Linked DNA regions of Arachis hypogaea: region 2 is linked to region 1. A link is a contact called in public Hi-C data. All regions are on one chromosome and are shown on one strand. The core of a region is the stretch at or near the end of the contact, and the rest is flanking DNA. Distances in the headings are between cores, read along the strand shown. Region 1 holds the start of LOC112701432 (delta(3,5)-Delta(2,4)-dienoyl-CoA isomerase, peroxisomal). Region 2 holds the start of LOC112702995 (aspartic proteinase NANA, chloroplast).

Region 1 (5,384 bases), core at 1,881-4,380:
ATTCTATGTCGATTCTCATTGGAGAGCTTGGAGTCAAACATCAATTCAAAGAAAGTTTGTATCTTTGGGGGAGGTAGTGGAGGAGGTGAAGAAGAGAAGGTTCTGGAAGGTGAAATTAGGGCCTTTGGGGGATATGATGAGATAGTGATGGTGATGAACGATAATGCCCCTAGATGGTTATTGGTGGTGGTCGTTGGTGGAGGAAGGCGCAAAGTAAGAGAAGAGGTTATGGAGTTAAGATGCAGGAAGAAAATTGGGAATGAAACAGATGTGTATATGATAAGATGACAGTTATATACTTTGGTTTGCCACTTAAGCCAATTCCACTAATAGAGAAAGCTTCTTTTTTAGGGTTGCATATTTTGTAGCGTTTTAAAATATACGGGGCATTTTTATCATAAAAAAATGAGTTATATTCGCCAATATTTTCATAAATCAAGAGTGAATCATTAATTTATTCTAGTTTGGGATTGGTTCCTCTCCAGTGAAAATAAAACTGGATAGTGTACAGTGTTTAATCTAACCATTTATTACTCTATCTTCACTACAAGAAAAAGGCGTATTTGTAACAAAAAATATTATTACAAACGTCAAAATTTTGAAACAAAAGTTTTTTGTAACAAAAAAAGGGTCCATTGCAGTAAGTCCCGTTACAAAAAGTTTTTGTAACGAAAAATGAAACTGTTACAATTCAATACCATATTTTGTAACAATTTTTCCTGATACAAAAAAACTAAAAGCCGTTACAAAAGAGGTAACAAATTTTGATCTTGAAGGTAATTTTCGTGACAGTCAATTTTTTTCCTATCAAAAAATTTTGTTACGAAATGTAACATGATTTTGTAACATTTTTTTTAGTTACGAAAGCAAAATTAATTATTTTGTAACAACTTTTTTATTATAAATTACATGCATAATTTACTAAATTATTTTTTAAATTAACTAATATATTAACGCTTTTAATAAGCAAATTTACATGTATATATATAATATGCAAAAACATACATAAGTCAAATAAGATCTTTTTAGCTAAAATTGTCATTAAACAAAATAACATTAGCTAGTGAATACATTGATTAGTTCAACCAAAACATAAAAGTTCTAACATAGATTAGTGTCTCTATGTATCAAAACATTCTTGAGCCCTCAAGGTAGCATATGGTCACCATTTCAGCACTCCTGTAAATAAGAAAAACCGAAACAAAAATGTTAGAAACAAGATATAACACTAATTATAATTTTTCCACTAAGTTTTATCCAAAATTTTTAGAAAATTTTCGGCAAAACCTCCCCTAAAACTTGGATATTTCCACCGTCCACGGTTCCAACAAACACAACCAATTCACAACTTGCACCCTTTCAAACAACACAATGCAGTTTAATTGAGCAACCAAATAGGACAACAACCAAATAGTGAATAACAAAATCCAAAACTTCCAGCTTCCAACAACCAAAACAGTGAAGCACTTAGCTGGATAATCAATCAATTGAGCTTAGCAACAGTTGAAAACCAAAAGCAATTAAATATCAACTCAATCAATTAATTGAATCAAAGATGAATATTGAAAACAGCTTAAAATAAATTCCGGCAGCATTTCAGCGGTAAATTTGCCTATTTTACAATTTCAATCAATCAATTCAAATTCCATATGAATTCTTTGACAGTTAAAAACACAGAAAATCATAATGAATTCATAGGAAGGAAGTAAATAAGCCAATTCCAACAAGAAAAAATGAGGAAACAATTAAAATCAATCAAACCAGCAAGAAGCAGAGCAGCACTCAGCAGCTTAGCAAACAATGGCCCATCATACAGCACCCAAAACAGTAAAATGAACAAAGGTAATGGATTTAGGCAGCATTCTATTCATTGAAGTCAATAACCATTACACTTGCAAGCAGCATGGGCATAGCAGTTTATCCATTAATTCAACAGAAAATCAATCAAGTCAAACTAAACGATTTCAGCAACAGATTTATCAATAAAACCAATCTCAGTTCAGCAACCATCATCTATTCCAACACAAACAATAATAACTCAGCAGCATTTTCTTTCTCATTGAATTTAACAATCATTCAATAATCAAGCAATGAGGGGGAAAAATCAGCAGCAACCAACAGCAAGTATAGAGCAGCAATAACAGCTTAATGTGAGAAATTATTCAACAACAAATGCACACACAAATACAAGGATTACTTAAATGACTCATCATGCTTATCCACATAAGTCTGCAGTTAAACCACTTACCGTTTCACTTATGAGGCTTGTAACAACAGCTTTTTTATCAACTTCTTTCTCATCTTCCCTTTCAGGCTCACTGTCAGTACTGGTAGGAGGTGGAAGTGCTGAGTTAACTATATTACACATATGGTGGCGAGAACCTCTCTTGGAAACTCTACGTGAAGCTTCCTATGAAGCTCCTTTACCATTCCTCTTTTATTCGCAAAGCACTTGATAAACACAGCAATTGTGGTCCCTCCTTCAATGATAAGCTGTACACGTAATAAGACAATAATATTGGAACATAATTAATTCATGTAATTAAAACACCCTTTTTATTTTAAATTTTGGTTCTGAAATTGAAAGACAGTGTAAAATCCTGAGCGATGAGTAAAGAGAATTGAAAAATTCCAACACAGAAAGACTAGCTAGTCTAATAATAGCAATTTTATTTACAACTCCAGATTTTACTTCAACACAAAAATTCATTTATTACACACCTTGCAATGGTGATCGAATCCTTCGACGCATCGATTGCACGTCCTGCAATGCTTACTATGCTTTTTCACCTGATTCATATAATAGCATAGAAAAGAGCACTCAATTGTGATTAAATGGTAAGCACATAGTATGCAACTAAGATTCTAACCTCAAAATCACAAAGAGCACAAAATGAAATGTCATCTTCATTAAGATTTGGGAAAATGGCATCATCATCTTTCATGACAAGAGGGAATGGGAGCAGAGGCTTCTCTGCGGGCTCCCTCTCACTCTTCGGGTTCTTCCCAAGCAACGATGGTTGCTTCACTTGACGGCACCAGGGCATGACGGCAGTAGCAACACGGCCAGGGTACGACGGTGCCCACGACGCGAGCTCACAGCAGCGGCTCCCCCAACGGCCAGTCCGCGATGACTCTCCTCCTTTCTCGCGCGATTCTCTTCTTCAAAGCCCGTTTCGATCTCTCTCTCATCTCTGTTCCACAGCAACGGCCTCAACTAGCGCCAGCGGTGAACTTCACCCACGGCAATGGCAACGGCACGGCTCCTCACGCGCGGCAATCCGGCGGCGAGGCGCGGCGGGTTGGACAGCGGCGCGGAGCTTCTTCCTCTCCTCCTCCCCTTCTCCGCGGCCCCTTCCCCTACTTCCCCCTTTCTTTCTTTTATTTTTCGGATTGTTTGCTGAAGGGAGAGAAGTGTTGCGGCTGAGAGTGAGGGGTTTGGGTTGGATTTCGTTCTTAGTGAATTAGGGTTTGGTTAGGGATAGTTTGGATAATTTAAATAAAATTAGGGTAATAGAATAATTGAAAACCAAATTTTAATCCAACAATAATAATGTATAAAAATATTATTGTTCATTAATTTTACAAATTATTTTTAATAAAATGTTTAAATCTAAAAACTAAAAATAATATAATTAATTTTTTTATTTTTTAAAACAACAATATTAATATTTTAAAATATTAATTATTTAGTTCAAATCATATAAAATTCTTATTATTTCATAATTAAAAATTTTATAATTTAAATATAGAAAATAATTCAATAATTATAAAATTGGATAATAATCTTAATTTATTTTAAATTCAATTAATCAAAACTTGCTTTGATTATCTTTAATAAAATAATTTTTGAAATTAAAATTGTAAATAACTATGTGATTTAAGACTTGACCATAATAAAACTTTTCAAAAGTTCTGGATTTTACAGCAGTTTCCTTTTCCATCGGCGATATCCCCCCTTTTCCTCTCTTCCTTCTCCTGGCCTAGCTATTTCTCCGCTTTCTTATGTTTTCTGTGTTTTGTGTGTTAGGTTAAAGGAGAAAGGGAGAATAGGATAGAATTTGTAATTGAAAATTAAGGTTTTTTATTTGGGAATTTAGGGTTAAGTTTTTATAAAGAAAATTTGATAAAATAGATATTTTAATAAAATTAAATGATGAAATAATAATTTTAAAATTAAATGTACTTCATTAAAGATATTTAAGAACACAATTTATTAATATATTATTTAGTTTTAATAATTATTCTTAATTTAATGTATAAAATAAATATATTAATTATACTTTATAAAGTACAGTTTAAACCCAAAATATCAATTATTTAATTTAAATTATTTAACTCTACATTATCTCCAAATCTATTTAATTATTTCTAATAAAATAATTTCTAAAATTATAAAGTTTAAACTTAATAAGATAAAATCACAATTTATTTATATTTAGATTTTCAAAAATATTGAATGTTATAGCTAGGGCTAATGAATACAAATAGTATGTAAAAAATTTTAATTTTTGAAACAAAATAAAATTATTTTGAAAAAATTATATACACAATTTTTTTTACTCTTAAAGTGTTTAATATTTAAAAAAAAAATTGTTATAAAATATACTTATATTTTGTGACAAATAATTAACTTGTTACAAATAATATTAAATTTTGTGACAAATTAATTTTTTGTTACAAAACAATTGGAGTTTTTGAAACAAAAAGTTGTTTTGTTACAAAACAATTAGAGTTTTTGAAACAAAAAAAACAAATTGTTACAAAATATTTCGAATTTTTGTAACTTCTTTTTTTTGTTACAAAATATTACAATATTTTGTAACAAAATACTATCTCGTTACAAAAACTAACATAATTTGTAACAAAATAAAACAGGTTGTTACAAAATATTATCATGTTTTGTAACAATTTGTAATGTTGTTACAAAACATTATTCTTTTGTAACAATCACTAATTATTATTACAAAAAATCATTTTTTGTAACAATTTTAAATTTGATACAAATTTTTTGTTACAAATATTTCATTTTCTTGTAGTGCTCTCTCTTCTTTATTTCTGGTCCCACTTATAAATCAAAGGTGAGAGATCACACTGGATTCTGTCAAGTGTTAAAAAAACTGGAGAGCATCTATTTTCTTCTAGTGGGAGTGGATTTGTGATGAAACATATTACTAGGGGTGGTAAAGTGGGCTATCCGCTCCACCAAAGTCCACCACAAAACGAGACGGACCGGTCGGCCCCTCAAAAGTGATATGGGCTGAACTTGTTATTCTGCCCTGTCTTGCCTCTTTTAAGAAAAATAAACAAATCAAGCTTATTAATACCAGAAGAAAACGCCACTGGCAGAGAAGAAGAGCACGCACCGCTATCCACTGTAAAGC
Region 2 (5,384 bases), core at 1,882-4,381, 270 kb after region 1:
AATAAATAATCTTTTAAAAATTAATTTGATAATTTATTATAATATTAAAGTACAAATAAAGCGTAGACTTCCTAGGCAGACACATACAATTTGCTGTAAACCTGCAATAAAAGTGCTCATCAACAAATCTTAATCTACTACTCATAAATTAAGATTAAAATTGGATGAAGTTTCGGATAATAATATTAACATTCCTATTTTTTTTAATAATATCATTCCATACATAATATTTTTTAGCATCTATTTACATAAAGTTAGAAAAAAATAACGTTATTAAAATAAGAATTACGATAATATGGAATACATTTGCTACGTTTCTAAATTTATTAACATAAGTTTTCTTCTCTCCAAGAAAATGTCAATGCAAACTATTTCATATTCACTGATTAACGCGTATGTCATTCGTCAACCATTCACTTTCAGCCAACTGGCAAATTTTTTGTTTGTTTTGCAAGTCAAGCTTTGCTGTATATTTTCTTTGGTCCTTGCTGTTTTTATATTTTCTCCATACCTAAACCTTCATTTATAAATCTCTCTCTCTCTCTATCATTTATTATTGTTAGAACTTCAATTTTTTTATTTTTTCTATAACTTTTTTAGAACAAATATTTTTATGCGAATACTAACAAAATCATTTCAAATTAAGTATTAGGTAATGAGAAGTATTTATTAACATTTGAATTTTGTTTCATTTGCCAAGCATTCGGTTGAAGTAATTTGCTATTTATTTTTTTTAATTAAATAAGATTTCAACTTAACAACAATATCAATAATATGAGATTTACAGAATCTTAAATCCAATGTTTGATGTTTTGTAATTTATTATATTGATAGCAAAAACACATATAAGATGGTGTAGAAATTTAATAAGAGTGTTTATTTCATTAATTCTTTTGTGCAGATTTATTTTATAAGAAGAAATATTGAGGATAATCAAATATAGAATCATAAATGAAATATGAAAAGGATTAGTGTCGTTTTAAATCGAGGTGTTTGTCAAATTTATTTTAGTAGGTCATCTCAATACTAAAGACCGATTGAGTAAATTGAGTATTATTGACTAAAGAGATAATATGTGCGTTATATGTAGAAAGAATAAATGTTAAAACTGTTAAACACTTATTTATTATTTGTGAATATTTTTTTTATAAGTGTGATATGTTTTCAGACTATTTTAAAAATCATAAAAGAATAATTTGAGAGTTGACTATATTTTTGAGAGAAAAAATAGGCAAAAAATAATTAATTAATTTCTTCTTTGTTATATAAAATTTTTGTCTACATAAAAATAATATCATATGTTTTAATAAGATAATAAATTTGGTAGTTTATGTCATTTTTAGATCATGTTATTACTCACTGTGCCGAAAATAACACAGAAATTGTTTCTGGTTGTACTTTTTTATTCTATTTTTTTGGTTCGTCTTGTGTTAATCATGTGTTTCACTTAGTGTATTGAACTTTGTTTTAAAAAAAAAAGGTTATATATATATATATAATGGATTAAGGGAATTTGTATGATTTTTTTCAACAAAATAATTACTCGGCTCATGTTTTCAGGTGTTTTCTGAGACTTTCTATTTTTTTTTTAAAGAGGAAAACTCAAATTTTACAGAAATCAAATTTCGGATTAAGGCCCCACTTATCTTATCAGTGATTAAGTTATAATCTAGATGAACAACTTTTAATTTATATAAATTGAATTTAATGCTTTCTGACGCCAATTTTTTTACGTTGTCAAACAAAAATTTAAAATTATCGATAATATCAGAAAAATAATAACCAAAATTATTTTATTTAATTTAATATTTACAATTTTATGTATATAATGTTTATAGTTATATATTTATTATATTTAATATTATTATTTAATTATTTCAGTGATAATTAAAAAATAAAAATATAAATAATAATAAAAAATATAAAATAAAATAATTTTAAATTATATTGCATTTTTTTTTATAAAATTATCCGACTGGAGTGATTAACATACATAACAAATTAAATCATTTCATCTAAATCCAAATGATACAGGTAAGACCGTAAGAGAGAATCACGACAGATAAAGGACAACTTAAAAAAGCTAGTGTGAAAAGGAAAACTCCACATAAAAATAAAATATCTAGGGTAGGGGGTGGTCTTCAAAACCAGCATCCAATAAGACAATAATGTAGCATAGAGCAAATAACTGTGTAACAAGTAACAACTATACAAGCAAATCAAGACAAGTTTGGGAAAAATAAAACAGAATTATTAATTCGAAATAAGATATTCATACCTAAACAATTGAGGTCTTGTTTATGTTAATGATATATAATAAATAATACTAGTAATTATTCTCACCTAAGCAAATATGCTTTTTTTAAAAAATAGTTTATTTTATGATAAATTATTAAAATAGTATTCAAAAATTTATATCGTTAATAAAAATAAAAATAATTTTAAAAGATACCAATCGCAAATAAGTTTTCAAAAAATTTTAAAAAATAACAAAAATTAACTAAATATTAAATATATATTTTAAAAATGAATTTAAAAATTAAATTTTATTGTTGTGATTTCTTTCAATGATTATTAGAAAAATAAATGTTTTATTTTTAAACTTTGGTAATTTTATGCCAAACAAATTTTTAAAAAAAATTTGTTGCAGATGACTAAATTTGTTTAAAAAATAAAAAAGTTCTAGAAATTGAATTTTACTTTGATTTTTTGTTAAATAGTTATTTAAAATATTGCCACAAATTCATATCAAATGCACAAATTATTTGTTAAATGTAAAATTTTTTTCTGTCATTTATAAAAAAATATAATATTTATTAATTATTACATTTTTAAGTTATTCAAAAATTATTTTTGTTAGCAATATAAATTTTGGATACCATTTTATAGTTTATTTTTTTTATTAAACATGTTTTCATAAATAAGCTCATTTTTGTATAATTCTAAAAACCGAATCAAATTAATCAGTTCAACTGGATTAATCAAAATCGATCACCAAATTAATTCCGTTAGTTTCATAAAGTATTTGACAAAAAAAATAGTTACAAATCGATAATTAACCGATAAATCGATAAAACCTGTTGCTTTTAAAAAGATTTTTAATTCCATAAACCACTCCAAAATGACGCCGTTTTCACCTTAAAAAAAAAAATCCTAAATTCCCACGCAACCCAATCCCACACTCTCATTCTCACTCCTCTCCTCTCTGAAACTGAAGTAAAAGTTTGAAATTGAAAGAGCAAAAGACCCACAACTACCGCAGCCCCCACAGGATCCACCACAGCCATGCAGCTACCGCAGCCTCCGCAGCCCGGCTTCTTTGTCATTGTCGAACTCTCTCTCTCTGTATTTTCTGGTGTCGCGTCTCCACCGCAGCCCTGCAATCCTAAAAATGTCGTCGAACTCTTGAAGCTTCTCGTCCACCGCACTGAAACGCCGCTTCCACAATTATTTGATGGCACCACCAAAATCAAATTCGTAAGCACCACTAATTAACTCCGATCCCAAACCAAACCATTTATATGCTTCTTTATTTTCTCTATGTTTCTTATCTCTCATTGTGTTTATATAAAGTAGAGAAATACTAAGAAAACCAATAATGATAGACTAGCAAAATTTAATTTCGTAATGTTAAATATTGCTTGTCTCTCTCTTAATTACAAAATAAATATTAAATGAGTTGAAAAGATTTCAACATACAGAGAATACAAAAGAAGAAAAGTAAAAAAAATGATTTATTAAATTTATATATTTAAAATTATATATATATTTTTTTAATAATTTTATTTAATATTTAATTAAATCTTTTAATTTCTGTTAAATTTCAATCGAATCAATGAATTATTAAACCAGTAATTTTATCAGTGGTTCTTGCTACTTACATTTTTGTCACATTTGATTTTAACAGAAACACAAAAGAAAATAACATATTTAACAATTTTTTTATAATCCATGTTTATTTATCTATTATATTATGTTATTAATAATAAAAAATATAAGCATACGTTTTAACTTTTGGTATAATGCCACATAAATTTAAACGGATATGAATAAAAAAATGTTAATTTTTGTTAAAGTTGTATATATATATATATAGAGGAAAGAGGAAGAATCCGAAGTCCTAACTCTGAAAGGCGAAAACAAAAGAAGGGCCCTGCCCTTTTTGTATCTGTACCTCTCAATATCTTCTTCTCTTACTGCTTCTGTATCTTTTCCTTTCTCCATTCTTTTCCCTCTCTTTCCTTTTTTTTTCCTACCAAAATGGACCCATCTTCAACAAAACCAGCTCAAGCACCCTCTTCAATATTCTTCTAGCTCCTCATCATTATTCTCTCTCTCAATCAAACCATCACCAAAACCCCTCTATTATTTCCCCTAAACCTATTGTCACTTCAACACATTTTGTACAAATTTCTATATACCTATACATACATACATATATGCAGATGAGGATGAGGATGAGGATGCAATGGAGAAGTGGAACCGCCGCAATCCTCATCATCATCATAATAATAACAATAACCTCCTTCAACATTGCTCATGGTGGCGGTTACCAACAAAACGACATCGATGATGGCAAGGAGATGAGAATAGAACTCGTGCACAGGCACGATTCCCGCTTCTTCCGAAACAGAAACAGCGACAACAATGGCGCCTTGGATCAGCTGGAATACATAAAAGGATTCATCCAGCGAGACGCCGTAAGGCGCCAGAGGATGAACGAAAGATGGAGCATATCCACCAACAACAAGAAACACAACTTGAATAACAGAAGACAGAACTATGAAACGTTCGAAATGCCAATGCAGTCGGGCAGAGACAATGGCCTAGGCGAGTACTTTGTCCAGGTCGAAGTCGGCACCCCCGGCCAGAAGTTCTGGGTGGTTGCTGACACCGGAAACGAGTTAACATGGTTTAACTGCTTGGATAAGAAGCCTCCTAGCGTTCTTGGTGCGCATAAGAAGCGTCACCGTCGTACAAGGCCGAGGTCGAGGACGAGGTCATCAAGGAGAACAAAAAGAAGGAGGAGAAGAATAAGAAGGCCGAAGAATACTACTAATAAACAATGTGGTGATGGTGTATTTTGTCCGCAGCATTCGAAATCTTTTGAGGCAGTTACATGTTCATCCCTCAAGTGCAAATTTGATCTCAGCGATTTGTTTTCTCTAACTTACTGTCCTAGGCCTTCTGATCCCTGCCTATATGATATCAGGTTGGTAACTAAGTTCTGTTCTTTAATTTTTTTTTCTTTTGGTATTTTGCTTGTTTATGTCCTTTGTCTTTTGTCTTGTTTCTTGTGTTTTAATTTTTAAAATTTTGGTTTCATTTAATTTTTAGCCGAATTGAATTAATGGGTTGTTGTGAAAGAAGGGAGCATTGGCAGT

The links. Hi-C and Micro-C count contacts between places; a contact is called where the count stands out from the background.
Region 2: a Hi-C map of leaf shows a contact between it and region 1, with 4 times the contacts expected there. The contact joins the promoter of LOC112702995 here to the promoter of LOC112701432 in region 1. A contact is called at or near these places in 2 of 8 Hi-C or Micro-C datasets (both in leaf).

What each region holds. Positions count from the first base shown.
Region 1 is chr7:45,204,257-45,209,640 of arahy.Tifrunner.gnm2.J5K5, forward strand. LOC112701432 (delta(3,5)-Delta(2,4)-dienoyl-CoA isomerase, peroxisomal) reads left to right here and starts at 3,131. Exons shown (of 3, transcript XM_072198792.1): 1 at 3,131-3,301. The coding sequence starts at 3,131. LOC112702990 (protein S-acyltransferase 18) reads right to left here. Exons shown (of 4, transcript XM_025754263.3): 1 at 2,871-5,384; 2 at 2,722-2,790; 3 at 2,249-2,493; 4 at 964-1,179. The coding sequence starts at 3,047. The coding sequence ends at 2,356.
Region 2 is chr7:45,471,277-45,476,660 of arahy.Tifrunner.gnm2.J5K5, forward strand. LOC112702995 (aspartic proteinase NANA, chloroplast) reads left to right here and starts at 3,132. Exons shown (of 2, transcript XM_025754266.3): 1 at 3,132-5,212. The coding sequence starts at 4,440.